2 separate regions of the Mus musculus genome follow, and region 2 is linked to region 1. A link is a contact called in public HiChIP or PLAC-seq data. All regions are on one chromosome and are shown on one strand. Each heading gives the region's core, a stretch centred on a gene start, on an enhancer-like site or on the middle of the called end of the contact. The rest is flanking DNA. Distances are from core to core; before and after follow the strand shown. Region 1 has its middle 23 kb from the start of Prss23. Region 2 overlaps Me3 (malic enzyme 3, NADP(+)-dependent, mitochondrial).

Evidence for each region. HiChIP or PLAC-seq counts read pairs in DNA pulled down with a chosen protein or histone mark.
Region 2: a contact with region 1 is called in an H3K27ac HiChIP or PLAC-seq map of embryonic fibroblasts, with 9 times the contacts expected there. The contact joins two enhancer-like sites. A contact is called at or near these places in 1 of 15 datasets of contacts at CTCF or cohesin (large pre-B cells), 5 of 484 Hi-C or Micro-C datasets (the HL-1 cell line, Sertoli cells, embryonic fibroblasts and 1 more) and 4 of 115 datasets of contacts at active chromatin or transcription factors (embryonic fibroblasts, epiblast stem cells, pancreatic cancer cells and 1 more).

What each region holds. Positions count from the first base shown.
Region 1 is chr7:89,537,608-89,542,624 of GRCm38.p6, reverse strand. No RefSeq gene overlaps it. Among named protein-coding and RNA genes, the nearest start is that of Prss23, 23 kb to the right of the region's middle. Within about 2 kb of position 1,489, at least 51 of the 459 cell types and tissues checked have an H3K27ac peak or open chromatin away from gene starts, as enhancers often do. A contact at or near this core is called in the HL-1 cell line, embryonic fibroblasts and pancreatic cancer cells, where this site is marked.
Region 2 is chr7:89,834,843-89,839,282 of GRCm38.p6, reverse strand. The region is part of intron 7 of Me3 (malic enzyme 3, NADP(+)-dependent, mitochondrial); the gene reads right to left. Among named protein-coding and RNA genes, the nearest start is that of Ccdc81, 67 kb to the left of the region's middle. Within about 2 kb of position 1,257, at least 58 of the 459 cell types and tissues checked have an H3K27ac peak or open chromatin away from gene starts, as enhancers often do. A contact at or near this core is called in the HL-1 cell line, embryonic fibroblasts and pancreatic cancer cells, where this site is marked.

The DNA.
Region 1 (5,017 bases), core at 240-2,739:
TGGGTGGCTAAAGTCAAAGCAGACAGTATAGATCAACAGGCAGGAGAACTTCAGCACAGTATCATATACAAAACAACGACAGCACAGAATGCTTTTAGCATCCTGCTACTCCTAGTATATTTTTAAAAAATCATAGCTTTGCCAAGAAAACTCATGGCAAACTTTCTTTTTGTTGCCTATTTGAACAGTGAATGAACATTTATTCAGAGAGTGGAGAAAATATAAGAAACATTTGAGGTGGAGGTGGTCACTAAATCAATCCCAATAATAAAATTGTTTTATTTCTGTCTTGAGGCACAGCACACGGGATGCTAGGCACCATCACCTACAGCAGTTCAGTCAGAATTTGCAGAAGGCCAACTTTCCCTGGGACAGCAGAGTTGGTCCCTAACAGCAGAGTCTGAGTTTGAAATTGTTTCTACGGGGAAACTAAAAACATACCCACTTTGCAATATTTTTTTAATGTTTTAAAACTGCCTTTTTGCTTTCCAAATCTTAACACCCAGAAACTAAAGAACAATGTAAAAACTATTAAATCTTTTCTTTAGGCATTTGCCTGGAAAAAAAAAAATCTGTATATGATTAGCCATCACATACTTCACTGCCCTTCCCCCAGGGTCCTTTACATGGTAATTAAAGCCTGAATATGTTCAATTAAAAGCCACCTTCAACAGGAGTAACTATAATCACAGGGATGCCCAATCCACATATGAAGGTCAGAGGAAAAGCTTGGGTATCAGTCCTTAAATTCCACCTTATTGGGGTCTCTTGTTATTCACTGTTAGCCGGGTTTTCTGACCCATGAGCGTATAGGTCTTCTCTTGTCTCTGCCTCACATCTTGCCATGAAAACGCTGGGATTATGGATGTCCACTGCTGTGTCCAGGTTAGTGTAGGATCTGAGGATCTGAGTGTGAGCCCTCATGCCTGCAGGGCAAGTGTTTTACCTGCTTTGCCTTCTCCACACCCCTATCATGGCTCTTCATCCCCAACCTGTCACTGGGGAAAGTCATGTAACAGCTGTGACTAGTTTGGCTACAAAAATCCCCCTTATCTACTCTCTGAAGGGCCCCTGGTGCTGCCCAGAAATCCTTACTAATCCTGCTTGCCTTCCATCACATTTGCCAGGGCACCTTTCCCAAGTTTCTCCTTTTCTATCATGGTCGGGATCTTGCTCCTTGGAGGACTCAGTTTATTGACTTACTTCATCTCCTACGAAAAACCCTCCGGATCCTTCTTAGCCTGTATATGCTCCTTCTCCAGAATTTGTGGGGGTGCTTCTCCCATCCACCTCCACACCCAAAATATGCGATTAGAGTGTGAGCTCAGATCTCTGATATTCAAAACCACCTCAGTGTTCTTTCCACCACACCTCAGTTTGTTCCCATCAATGAGGACAAATGAGTTGGGCAGCACTGATTTGGTGTGATCCCATCCCTCTTCCCTAACATCACAGCTATGCTGTATTTTAAGCATCTCTGACTCAGACCTCAGCTATTTCTCAGTCTTGATTGTGTGGGCCACACCTCTCAGGGCTGCGTCAGCTGCATATTACATTTGTGTCATGCTGACTTCTTTTTCAGATTACACACCCAGATAGGGAAAAGAAGCAGATCTGAGATCAGCCCCCCACCACAGATGAGCCAATTCAACACCCATCCCCCATACATGTTTAGGTAACCTAGTCAATTTCTAATCAATCTTTATAAATCTATGATGAAATACAGTTTTTAAAAAACATTACCATTTTGAACATGCAGCTCAGCAATAATGCTAAATATACTCATGTTGTGCAACCATCAACCCTATCCAGTTCCACAACACTATTATACCCATGTCTTCCTCCAAGCCCCTTTTGACCCTCACTGTACTTCCCAGCCATGTGCATTTGAACCCTCTAAGCACTGCATATTGGGAAGTAGGTATGCAGTATGTATCCTTTCATGCCTAGCTCATTTGACTTGGCTTTCTTGATGGTTCATCCATGCTGTGAAACTTTTCAGAGTTTGATTCATTTTTAAGGCTAAGTGAAAAGCCTCATATATGTAGACCACTCATTGGTCCATAGACACGTGGGTTGCCTCTGCCTTTTGGATTTTGTAATAATGCTGTGAAGTTGAGTTTAAAAATATCTATTCAAGTCCCTGCTTGGTTCCTTTAGGCATGCTTAGAAGTGAAACTGCTTCACCCCATGGCAAGTGCATGTTTAATTTGGGGGTGGGGACTGCCACACTGTTCTCTATCTTGACAGTTGCTGTACTGGTTTACCTTGCCTCCAGCAACCCATAAGCCTTCTCATTTCTTCACATCTTCCCTAGAGGTTATCATTTGTTGTGCTGATCAGAGCTATCCTGGTGGGAGAATCTTACTGTGGCTTTGATTTATCTATATGATGGTAGTGGTGCTGAGTACCTTACCCGTGCTCTCTGGGCATCTGAATACTCCTTTGGAAAGATAATCTACCCATGAAAGCAAGTCCTTTGCCCATTTGTAACCAAGATAGTTGAGATTTTTGTTGTTGTTGTTGTTCAGTCGGGGGTTCTTTTTTGTTTTTGTTTTGTTTGTTTTTCGTTTTGGTCGTATTGTCCGTGTCACTTTAAGTAAGCATTTATTTCCTTTCTTAAATTTCAAAATTATCATGCTAACTATTTTAGGAACTCAAAACCATATTAAACCCTACCACCTGGAAGAACAAAGAATGCCACTTCTAAAATGTTCCTATAAGTAGCTTCAGGGTTCTGTGAGTAAAAAATGAACACAGTAAGGGTGTAAGGGTGCAGCAGTGTTCTCTTGGCTAATCTGGGGTTCCAGTATCTGAAAGGTATTTCTTGGGTTTGATCTTCTTTCCTAAGTAGCATCATTCTGTAGCTGACTCACTACGTTTTCTTCTTCTTTAACATCACCACATCTACTCGCTCACCACCATGCCCATCTTATTCCTGTTCTTGCCAGATGAAACAGGATCTGTATTCCTCCTGGACTATAAATCAGATCCCTAAATCTGTCTTCCAAAACAGTCGTCATTTCTCTTTACACGAGCTAATATAAATAGCTACGTCTAACACCAATGAGAGCTTGTGCCCAGCTCTGTGATTCTGTGGAGTTCTCCAATGCTGAATGCTCCCGAGCCAGCTGTCAGTAAAGATCTACCACAGTATTTTCATTGCCTCATAATCCTGTTCACTATTGGACTCAGGCCTCAAATGGCTACTATGGCAACTGCATTTTATGCTATTAGAGATCATTCCTTGATCTATCATCTATAGAGTCTAACTTCCTGCAACATTTCCTATCTAATCATTAGATAAGAGAGCCACTTTCTCAAAGCCCTCAGCCTTGTGGTATTTCATTGTTATAATTTCTTCATCCTATTTCAAGATGTATCCATGTAGGTTTTCTAGTGTTTTTCCTTTCCACAAAGCTACCACATTGCTGTTAGTGTGGTCTTGCTAATCATCTGAAAAATAAAATATTTAACCAAGCTTCATTTGTAGAGGATGTAGTTCACTCTTTAGCAACAGTACAGTGCATTCATCTGAATAATTGACAGTTATGATCCAGCTTGGTGAATTATGTATTATTTACTAAAATATTTCATGACTATGGAGTAGAAACCTCTGGTTTCTTTGGAGACTCAGTTGTGTCATGTGATGTTTTTCTGAAAACTGTCTTATGAGAGGATGTTTTGCTGAGAACAGATACATGTTTTTTTTTTTTTTTTTGGAAGCTGCATCTGGATAAAGGGCATGTGATGCTTTGCTGGAGCAGATGCTTCAGAGCACATGTGACGTTTGGAAAGGACATAAGTATAATCCAACAGAGAGTGGGCAACGCTGTGGCTGGTCTTTGTTGGGCGTTGCTGATAGTCCTTTTCCCTGTTGATGCTGTGGAATTGGTTCATCTTGCCTTCTTCACTGATCATCCTTTGTCATGACTTCATAGAGAGAAATGCACCAAAGAACGTCTCATGATATTCCAGTGGCTTTTTGCTGCTTGTGACTATAGGCAGAGACTTGCAGTTTCTACTGGACCCAAATTGTCGCTGATTCGTGAATGGTGTTTATGAGTGCATCAAGCTACCACTGCTGGTTCACGTGAACTGAAAGGATGATATCCTGACAACAAATGTTAGAAGCACACCAAAGAACTCTTCCTAAATAAGTTCACATTCCCTCTTGCACTATCCACTATCTCTGGTGCATGGTGGGCTAGAAGGGATGTTAAAATGTTTCAGAACCCTAATTAAAGTAGTTTTTGAACAATCTAAGCCTACATGAATATACTATATGCATAGTAACAACAAAACTCTCCTAGAGACTTCCAGAACTAGAACTCTACACAATAAGCAATTCCCAATTGGTCTGCTGTTTCTTAATCTCTCCTGGTCACCTTATTTCTTATAATATCTCAATCCTGTGTTCCACCTTATACTAATTACATCCCCAAGCTAGGAAGTAGAATGAACAGGTTTAAATATTCTAATTTTGTTTGTCCCCCAATCTCTCTCAAAACTGTTTAGTTTTCACAGATGCCTAGGGGTTACCCAGTATCTGTCCCTCCGACCACAGCCACACACCCTTCTCTCCCATGGAAGGTTTGTTTAGGAGCCCTAGACTGTCCACTCGAGGGCTGCTTTTATAATCTGTGTCGCTTCACCATACATGTGAATAGACTCTCTAAATCCATGGCTTCCCTACTCTTTAGCATATATACTCTTTTTTCACCTCTTGCCTCTACAAATGTGACTTCCAGGGTCACAGCACAGACTTTGTCTCTGATGGTGACTCCACCCTAATCTCAAACATTCCACTCCCTGATGAGCACCCCATCAGAGCTTCCAGTCCGTGGACCCTATCACTTCTACTTACTATACCTCACCTCTGACCTCACATCCTTCCTCAAACATTTAAAGCCTGTCACTGTAATTAAGTTTGACTCTTATCTCCCTGTCCCATCCCCACCCCCTCCCCCGTTGTTAATTTAAGAACTTCAGCATTCCTTGAACCAACTCACTGCTC
Region 2 (4,440 bases), core at 8-2,507, 300 kb before region 1:
ATCAAAAGCTTCTGAGTGTGCAATAATCAAAAATTAATACAAGCCAGCAGAGACACTGCAGTTTGGGGCAGATAGCAGTCTCAAGCTGAGCCCGGGCAGCTCAGGCAGCCTGGGTTGGTGTTGCATGTTAGAATGGCACATACAGTGCAAAGTTAGCATGTTTTATGTTCAGAACCAAGGCTGCAGGGAAACCCCACAATGCAAGACAGGCCGGCACTGCCAGATCACCTCAGAAAAGTGTGGGAAAGCATGGCGCCCATGGCTCCCTCCTCATCAGACTTCAGTAGCATTGCAGTCACACACTCCCCTCATTTTCGACAATGCTCTATCTTGGGTTTCAATTCCCCTCCCTCCTCTCCATCCTTGTGCACTCAAAATATTAGCATTGGGACCATGAACTAGAACCTCAGCGTGGCTGTTCCTGTACACCTCACTCCACCCCACCCCACCACACCCCCAGTTAGTGCAACATGGGTAATTTCAACTCACAGCAGTAAGTGCTGGCCTGAGAGGAGCATACAGGCTGCTCTGATACTTGCTAATCATTAGTCATGGCTGCTAAATCGCTTCAGAGGAGGGGTAAAGGATGCTCTGAGAACATATACCACTTGGCTACAATCACAGAGCAGAAAAGTGACGATTCAGAGACAGACCCATCTCTATCTGATGTCTGTTAAATATTCTGGCCCATTCACTGACACTTGAAAGTACGGAGTACCAGGCATGCAGTTCTGTGATTCCAAGCAGCAGAAAGGCAGTGAAGGCAGAAAGATCACCTCAAGTTCAAGGTTAGCCTGAACTACACAGTGACACCCTATCTGGAGAACAAACAAACAAAAAAACTGACCAAACAAAAATGTGAAGAGGTGACATAGGATATAAGCATCCTCTCAGGTGACCAGTCCTTGAAGATTTAGAAGGACTAAGAGGGTGAGGCTGGTCCTGTGCAGTGTGTTCTGGAGTTGATGAGTTAGTTTCACTATGTGGTTAGTTTGCAGTAGAGGACAGGGCCCAAGGTCACTCGATCAGCAGTATTCTGTACCTGACTTCTTTCGTGCAAGCTATCCTTCCCAAGGTCAAAATTAATCTGTCTGCAGCATGACCACTTCACTGCCCGTCCCCATTTCCTGTCTCTCTCTTCTCCCCTAAGAGCAGGGATGTTCCCAGCTGAAACAACAAAAGTCACCTGAGCCTCTGCCTATTCCAAAATTCCTGAAGAGGTTGCCAGCGATGAGTCAGAGCATTGGTAGCCCTGTTCACCAAGAACCAGCCAGCCTAGCCTGGGCTGGGGATTCCTGTGAGCCAGAGTTGGGGTGAGGACAGAGGAGGCCAACAGAAGGAAGTCTTTTTGTGCTGTGGCTCCAGACTTCAACCCCATGGGCCCCATGGGGTCTGTGACTCAGACAATACAAACGAGGTGCTTGACACCCATGCACAGTAGAGCCCATTAGAAGCTCAGCCTGGGGGTGGGGGGCTCCTGAGAACCATTGTTCCATCCTTTCCTGTTCCACTGATGTAAGAGGCAGGGCTCATGCTGAAAGCAGGCAGAATGGTGATAGCTTTATTTCCACGGGGGCCACTTTGTTCCAGTCCTTTCAGTATGTGGGTCACAGGCAAGTTCTGAGATTATTCCCATGTTTTCCTGGGATGGACTATACCTGTCTAAGCTTGTGGCTGTGTGGACAGAGGCAGAGAAGGATACTGAGACCCACTATAGACCTCAAATCCTCAACTAACCTCACTAGAAGCTCAGTCCAGGACAGGGATAGAGTGAATAGACACCGTTCATCACTTAGGGAATTTCTGCCGCTGAGGCTCTGTCTGCATCAGTGAAGGCAGTGTATCTTCCCTTGAAGAAAGACGTGGGTGTGTTCCATGCCAACCTCCTCACATTTTGATTAGTTATAAGGGTGCATGTACATACTGGGCTGTGATCACCCAAGGCTGCGATGATCTGATGGAGATCCTGTCATTTCTTGTTCTGTCTACCAGCTCTTCTCAGGAGTTCTAAATTCATGACTTCAGTCTTAATTTCTGAGAAAAAAATCAGGAAATTTCTATCTCATCTGTGTGTGTGTGAGTGTGTGTGTGTGTGTGTGTGTATCAGAATAATGAATTTAAACAAATGAATTGATTTAATTAAAAATTGTTCATTCATATGCAATTATGTATGAGCAGATATGTGGTGAAGTTGCATGATGGTCAGAAAAGAGAGGCTGCAAAGCAGGGGCCAGCATGGCCTTTCTCCAGGGAGAGGTGGGATGATGACTGTGTCGTTTGTACGTGCAGATATCACGTACCACTCTTACTACAATGTGCCAATCATTGTGTTGAGAACTGGGGATCAAAAATAAGTAAGCCATGGTTCCTGACTGCAAAAGCTGATGTTTAGGGAGAGGCAGAGAATACAACAGAAGCATCTAAAGTTCACCGGTTTGGATATGATGCACTTTTATAAAGCTCACGTGTTGAAACATCGTTGGCCCTTGGTAGATCCAGTCATTGAGAGGTGATTGGATCATGAGAGTTTTGATTCATCAGTGAGTTCATTGATGGACTCAGAATCTGAGGATGATGCTAGAAATGATGAAAATTAGGAAGCGGGGGCCGGTTGGAGAAAATGGTTGCCAGGGGCATGCGTTTCAAGAATGTATCTGGTCCTGAGACCATTTTGCTCTTTTCTCATTACTTTCTGTTGCCATTGAGCAGCTCTGCCCCAACTCCTGCTATGATGCTCAGACTCACCAGAGGATCATGGACAGAAACCTCTCAAACAGCAAGCACAAGAAATCTTGCCTTCCTTAAGCCGTGTTCTCAGTTATTTGTTACAGTCATGTAGAACCAATCGCTGAGAGGTGAACGTGATAACCACCACACCACTCAGAATGGACCAGTGTAAGAACAGATGGCGAAGAGCACCTGCATAGGTACCCAAACCAGACCATTCCCGGGCAGGCCACCCATTGAGCTGAGCCTTGAAGGACAAAGGAATTCCTCGGGACCAAGGTGATGGGAAATAGCTGGACATGGTGGCACTCAGCTGTACCTCCAGCACTTGGGAAGTAGAGGCAAGAGGAATAGACATTTGAGAGCAGGCTTGGCTACAAGAGACTGTTTAAAAACAAAAAACAAAACAAACAAACAAAAAAACAACCAACCAAACTGAAGGGATGAGTAGAAGACAGGAAAGCGGTCCTTGCTCTCCAGTTCGTGTGTTTCAGCAAATGAGTGCAAAGTTTCTCACAAAGGGATGGCTTGCACAGTGAGTCATGTTTCCATCTTGGAGGAACACTGTGGCATGAGTCTGTGGGAGAGAGAGGTAGACGGGCAGCAGGGGCCTGCCGTTGTTCCTGTGTGTGTTTATGAGGATGTACACACATGAGTCTGTCTGTCTGCCTGTACATCTGGAGTCTGCACCTGGTGTGCTGCCTGAATGGACTTGTTTTCCACTTGGCAGCCCAGGGGACGCAGAGGATAGCTGTCCCGTTGCTGACTCACGTGTGAGTGGCATGACGACTAGTCAGCAGGTGCTTCCTCCGAGGCCACAGGCACATGCTGCCTGTGAGGTGACTGGCAGGCTGGAAGAATGCCCTTCAGCCTCCAGCTGGTCTTCTTGGACTGTTCTGCTGCAGCTTCAGGGGACTTGACTTGTTGGGATGAGGTTGGCATCGCTCACCAATGCCTGTTGCAGGTGCAGGCCTCAGGGGGGCTGGAGAGACAGTGCGAGAAGCTGAGCTTTCTCTTCAGGGTCTCCACTTCTCTGGGCATCTACTTTCCAGGTCCTGAAATCCTATGCTTGAACTCAATTCTCTAATAGTATGCTATAACTGTGTTATGCCACCCCTTGAAAGCTCACAACAAAGTCTCCCAAAATCATTCATCATATTTCTGCTACCCTATAATGTGGACCACAGAGAAAAGAGGCATTTGGCTCTGTGATTTTAGACATAGAGCAGTATGGTAAGCGGTTATGAATGTGGGATTTAGAGTCCAGATGCCCGGGACAAACGTTCGATTGGACACTTACTGGTTCAGTAAGTTACTTATTCTCTTTGTGCCTCAGTTTCTTTATTTATAAGGCACAGATACTAATATCTCACAGGATTAAATTATGTACAGTTCTCTGGACAGTGCCTAGTATGTCACAAACATTCGGCAATAAACTTTAAAGTGAGTTTATATTCTCTCTAGTCTATCTCTAACTGACTCCATGAAGCCTCGCCATCATTTTGGGTGTAAGCAATCATCTGTAGAATGTAGTCAGCCTTTACTCAAGCATAAGCCATTCCACATCAGCTTATTCTTTTCACCTACTGCGGACCTCTGCTTTCATAGACTTGGCCCACCAAACTTCATTTGCTAAGTAGCAAGATATGTTGACCTATCAAGGTTTCTCTTGGGCCTAATGGAACTCTAGGGACAATGTCCAGCTGAGAACTC